Linked DNA regions of Rattus norvegicus: region 1 is linked to region 2. The links are chromatin contacts, called in public Hi-C maps. All regions are on one chromosome and are shown on one strand. The core of a region is the stretch at or near the end of the contact, and the rest is flanking DNA. Distances in the headings are between cores, read along the strand shown. Region 1 holds the start of Golga7 (golgin A7). Region 2 holds the start of Sfrp1 (secreted frizzled-related protein 1).

What was found. A called contact is a pair of places that touch in the nucleus more often than the background predicts.
Region 1: a Hi-C map of Schwann cells shows a contact between it and region 2, with 4 times the contacts expected there. The contact joins the promoter of Golga7 here to the promoter of Sfrp1 in region 2. A contact is called at or near these places in 2 of 12 Hi-C or Micro-C datasets (Schwann cells and mammary epithelial cells).

The regions. Positions count from the first base shown.
Region 1 is chr16:75,468,560-75,471,519 of GRCr8, forward strand. Golga7 (golgin A7) reads left to right here and starts at 1,350. Exons shown (of 5, transcript NM_001007731.1): 1 at 1,350-1,677. The coding sequence starts at 1,567.
Region 2 is chr16:75,315,310-75,318,031 of GRCr8, forward strand. It overlaps Sfrp1 (secreted frizzled-related protein 1), which reads right to left and starts at 1,427. Exons shown (of 3, transcript NM_001276712.2): 1 at 609-1,427. The coding sequence starts at 1,152.

The sequences.
Region 1 (2,960 bases), core at 100-2,599, 150 kb after region 2:
TCAAAACCTCTAAGACACCCCCAATTAAATATTGTCCTTAATAAGAGCTGCCTTGCTCAAGGTGTCTCTTCACAACAATGGAAACCCTGAGACAGTAAGTGAATGAATAAATGGGGAATGTCAAACAAATGAAATTACAAATGGCACAACAGAGGAATCTCAAAATAATCTATATAATAAGAACGAGACCAAAAACTCTGATTCAATTTAAGGAAAATGCAAATTTATTTCCAGTGACAGAAAGGTTAGTGCTGGGCAAAGAGGTCTGCTGAATGACTAAAAAGGATGACTGTAAAGAATAAGGAAGGTTTTAGAGGCAGTGATAATTATCTTGATTGCACTGATGGTTTAAGGGCAAACTGTTAGCAAACTGTGTCCACATTAAGTGACTGGGTTTACGATACACCCTTTTCTGGGACAAAGTTATCCACTTTTGAGACAGGGTCTCACTATGTCAACCCGGCTGGCCTGGAACTATTTAAGTAAACTGGGGTGGCCTTGAACTCAGAGATCACCAGGGAGTGGGCCAGCCTCTACCCAACCCCGATGCTGGGATTTTTAAATGCTATTTTTAAAACCCCGAGAAATCAATTGTCAGTGATAATTGATCAAGTATCCGTGATATTAAAAAGTTGTATTAGAACATCACCACCAGGCGTGGATAGGGATTTTCTGGATGTCTTGCAAAGACAGGGTCAGTAAAGTAGGGAACCAATGAGAGAACTGTAGATACAGTCTGGTCACCTACGCAGGTATAGCTGATGTACATACGTCTCTGGGATGAAAAAAGCCAACGGCTCAGAACAAGAATATTATTCACCTCCCTCCCGCACAAGAGGGTACCAGGGTCCAGACGCACCCCCGGTAGCGCGCTTTGTAGTTGTAAATATAGGTGAACAGTCTGGGTTTAAGGGATTTGGAGAGTGGCGATTGTTTTTGTGGAGGGAGGTGCTGTAGCCCACAGGAAAACTTGAACGCATAGTCAAGAAAGGAAACACTCCTATGATCAGAAACCACTTCCCCACAGCTAACAGAATACGAGTCTCTAACCCCGGAGTCTTTCCAGGAACTCCCGATACACCGATCATATCCATATCCACCTCTTATTCTTCTTCCGCCCGGAAGGGCTTCACCCGCCTACACTAGGAAGACTTCTGTCCCAGCTACCGCGCACCTCTCCGCAGCGCGCAGCCTCGGAGGTATCCTTTACGGCCGGAGGGGGCGGGGTATAAATGAGTGGCGCAGAATGAGTTTAGGAGAGGCAAGGCTTTTTGCGACAGGACGTAAGTGACGACGAACGTGGTGCGACAGCTGCTGGAGGGCTGAGGAGGCGGGTTTGTGTTAACAGGGCCGAACCAGGATGTCGGGGGGCGCGGGTCCTGGGCTTGGGTAGCTGGAGGCTCTCAGCTACAGCCATGAGTGAAGGGGATCGGCGAGGGGGAGGTCTTGGGCATCTTTGGGCGGTGGGTGGCTCCGAAGGGCAGGCGGGCCCGAGAGCCGGCTCTAGGCCGGCAATCTGACCTGTGTCTTGCCCGAACTCGCAGAGCGGCGGGTCCTGTCCTCGCCATGAGGCCGCAGCAGGCGCCGGTGTCCGGGAAGGTCTTCATTCAGCGAGACTACAGCAGTGGCACCCGCTGCCAGTTCCAGACCAAGTTCCCCGCGGAGCTGGAGAACAGGGTACGCAGCCTGGATCCCTGCCCCCGCCCCTGGGGAGTGTAGAGTCCCTGGAGCGGGAGGGAGTGTCCCACAGTTCTGGAGATCAGGAGGCCTTCAGATCCATAGCAGAAGGTCTACGAAGAAGTTACGGTCTAGTATTTAGAGAAAGACTGCTAAGGCTAGTAATGCTCAGAGTGCAGTGGTCTTATAGAACTTTGGGATGCACGCTACCCCTCAGTCCACCCAAGAGTGTCCTTAACAGGACACCGACACATAAACGTACACACACTCAAACATACAGACACGGTTATTGACACCTTATTGAGGTGCACACACATACTCAGTTATTGACATCTTGATGAGGTGCTAATTCCTGGAACTCCGGGCTGCCTCATAACCTCCTGTGGTAGTCTATATCCTCAAAAGACAGCGTCATCGTTCTCATGACTGATATTTGTGGTCACTGTGCTGATCATGATGTTCAGCTGAAAGGGTTTATTAGTGACGTGCTTGGTAGTCCAGACAGGCCTTCTTGGAACCTGAAAAACGTACATTGGCTGGGACAGGTTGTAGCTGAACCAACCCTGCACTCAGTCATAATCAGTGAGAGCTTCCTGTTTGCCTTGCATATCAAAACGGTCACGGGCACAGGTCCTTTGGACAACCTTGTAAACAAAGACGGGATTTGTTTACCATTCCTTCGGATTTAACAACACCAGAAATCTACCTGTGTGCGTGTGTTCTTGTGTGTTCTTGTGTGTTCTTGTGCGTTCTTGTGCCTAGCCCGTGTGATTCTTTTGTTCTTTGGCCGTATTAGTCAGATTCTGTTTGCTGTTCATAAGTCAGTTTCTAGAAACTGAGCCAGGAGGATGAGGAACTTTGAGGTAATTAAGCGTGGTGTGGGTGTGGGGCTAAGAAATGCTGGTTGTGGAGTAGGTGGGTGGAGATGAGTGTGTACCAGAGAAATGTGTACCAGCCATTTAAAATCAGATTGGTGGTTCGTAGGCTGGGTGTGTAGCTTAACGCAAAGAGCCTGTTCTTTCCAGGTTGAAGGCCCAGGGATCTATCCCCAGCATTAAATATTTAGTCAGGACTACTCCCAGCTACTAGGGAGTCGAAGGCAGGAAGATTGAATGTTCAAGGCCAACCTAGGCAACTTGAAAATGCCATGCTCTAAAGTGGCTTGGGAAGGGTGGGAATCCTGAACCTTATTTCAGTGGTAGACCACTTGTCCACCGCTTCCATTCCCAGCACTGACTGTTAGGGCTGAAAAATCACTGATTCATTACCTTGCCCTTAAGTTT
Region 2 (2,722 bases), core at 177-2,676:
TCAAGGTTGCTGCCTGAATTTGGAGGCGAAGAAACAGAAGTTGCGCTTTCTAAAACGACTTTCCTCAGCCAGTTCTGCAACACGACTGGAAGATAAGCTAAGCAGAGAGACTTCTTGTTGATTGTTTTGTTTTTAGGGAAAAAAAAGTTTACCAACTCATGAAAATAAATCCCTCGGTCTGAGGTTTGGGGATTGTTTTGTTTTTGTTTGTTTGTTTTTTGTAGTTTGAGTGAGTAGTTTTCCAAGGGAACTGTGTCTGTCTCGGATGTTAACAGCTTTGGATGAGGACGCCGCGCTCTCCCTGAAGAGATGGACGTCCTCCTTTTATTCAAAACCTAGGCTTTGCTTTGTTTCAGGTACGGAAAACGCCAGACTGGAGCTTAAGAAGGGCAGCTCCACGTCTTTCCCGGGCCGGGGCTCCCCAGGAATCACGGAGTACCTGGGGCGGGAGAAGCGCCAAGCGGCGTCTGGGCCTCCCAGAAGCTTTCGGGATCCGGTCTGCACACCTTGCGGATTGCGGTGCGCGGCGCCCGGTCTTTCCCCTCTACAGCCCGGGGCCAGTGCGGTTAGGCGCGGGGATTCACGGGCGTGGGAAGGCATACCCTTACCTTGGGGCTTCGAGGCTTCGGTGGCATTGGGCGGGGTCATGGCGATGCAGACGTCGCCCTCGGGGAACTTGTCACATTTGAGCATCTCGGGCCAGTAGAAGCCGAAGAACTGCATGACCGGCTCGCACGAGTCGCGAACAGCCTCGCAGAGCCAGCGACACGGGTAGATAGGCCGGTCCAGACAGACGGGCGCGAAGAGCGAGCAGAGGAAGACCTGGGTGCCCATGTGGCAGTTCTTGTTGAGCAGCGGCACCCAGCTGCTGGCCTGCTGCTTCACCTCTGCCATGGTCTCGTGCTCCAGCAGGTTGGGCAGCACCATCTTCTTGTAGCCCACGTTGTGGCACAGCCGCAGGTCCACCGGGATGTCCACGCACTGCGGGGGCTTGGTGTAGAAGCGCCCGCTCTGATAGGAGCCGATATCCGACTGGAAGCTCACGTAGTCGTACTCGCTGGCCGAACCCGCGGCCAGCAGCGCGGCGGCCAACGCCAGCAGCACGCCGGAGGCGGCCCCGCCGCGACCCCGCGCGTTGCGCCCGACGCCCATGCTGCTCGGCGACGTCGGGGCTGCCCACGCTGCTTTCACGCGCGCGTCCCGCTGCAAACTTCCCGGAGCCTCCGGGGACAAAGGCGCAGTGCCCGGCCCCGTCCGGCTCGGGGCCGCGCGCTGCTCCCCGAGTCTCTGATCGATGGGGTCTTCGGCTGCCGCAGGTCCCGGCGGCGGGGCTGGCGCGAGGCGGGGAGCGCGCGGGGCCGAGTGCCGTCCCGGCTCGCAGAGGCGCGGCGAGCTGCGGGCTGCTGCACCTACTTGCGGCGCTGCAGCTCGAGTGCGCGGTGTGCGGGTGGCCGAGCCCTGGATCTCCCGCGCGCAGCCAATCAGCTCCGCGCTGCCGGGAGCCGCTCTCCACACCGCGTCAGTCAGCCGCTCAGTTAACCAATCGCCGCGCCGGCCAGAGGGATCGGTTTACTAGAACTAGACCCAGGTCAACACCCCTTAAAAAAGCAAAACCCAAAACTAAGCAAGTACTTCGAAGGAGGCAAATACAAAGGGAAGAGAGTAGTTAGAAGTGTGGGGTGGGTGGAGACGGTGTTGGACGCTGTAATTAAAGCGAGTCGGTTTGTTTAAAGAAGAAAAAAAAAAAGACTCTTCATAAGACTTGCAAATCGATGCAGTTGTGAAGACTTTTCTACTCGCTTTCCTAGTTCCAAGGAACAACGCAACAGACCAGCAGCCCTTCGCTCCACGGTTTTAATCTTAAGTCAGAGGCAGGCTGCTTCCCAGCTGCTCGGATGGGCGAACTGAACTTCGGAAGCTCTTTTTAAATTCCCCCACGAGTCTGGGCTTTTGCAAAGACTAAGAGAAGGTGGTGTTTCTGGCTGGGTTCAAAAATGCAACATCTTTCCAGGTGACCGAAGGCAGAACGGGAAAGGGGCTCGCTGCGGAGGAAAACACTGGTCACGTAGGTGTTAGCTCCCGAGGACACTTTATATTTTTAAACGATGTTTTAAAGACCCTATCCGAGTCCCAGCTCTGCAGACAACACCTCTGTTCGCAAACATACACACAGCCCGACATGTTTGTGGATTAGAAAGCCAAAGCACTAAAAATACCAGCATGACTGGGTGGACACCAACTCTATCAGTCAGATACACATGCTAATTCAGAGGTCAAAACCAAAGGTGTGTCGCCGCCCCCCCCCCCATGAGGCAGAAGCAAGGCAAGCAAGAATAGCTGAGTCTTCCTCTAGCTCCCCGCCACACACACACACACACACACACACACACACACACACACACACACACACTACTCACTTCCTGGGAATTGCTTGACTGTTCCAAATACTCCCCTTAAAATCAGAGAGCTAGGGGTGGGATCAAGAATAGAGACCGCACAAGCAGTCCGTGAAGTTCTCTGGATCTTCATACATTCTGTGTCCTTCAGGGTGGGTGGAGGGGTAACGGAGGATGCACTGTGCTGCCATACTGGGTGGCAAATGGGCTGCCACTCCGAGTTGCAAGGCCCAACCCAGTGGGACGATGCTGCTGGCCCAGACAGCTTGTTTTTAAAGCCCTGGGGACCCTTGCTTTCAACTCTGTAGATGCAATTTCTCCGTTCC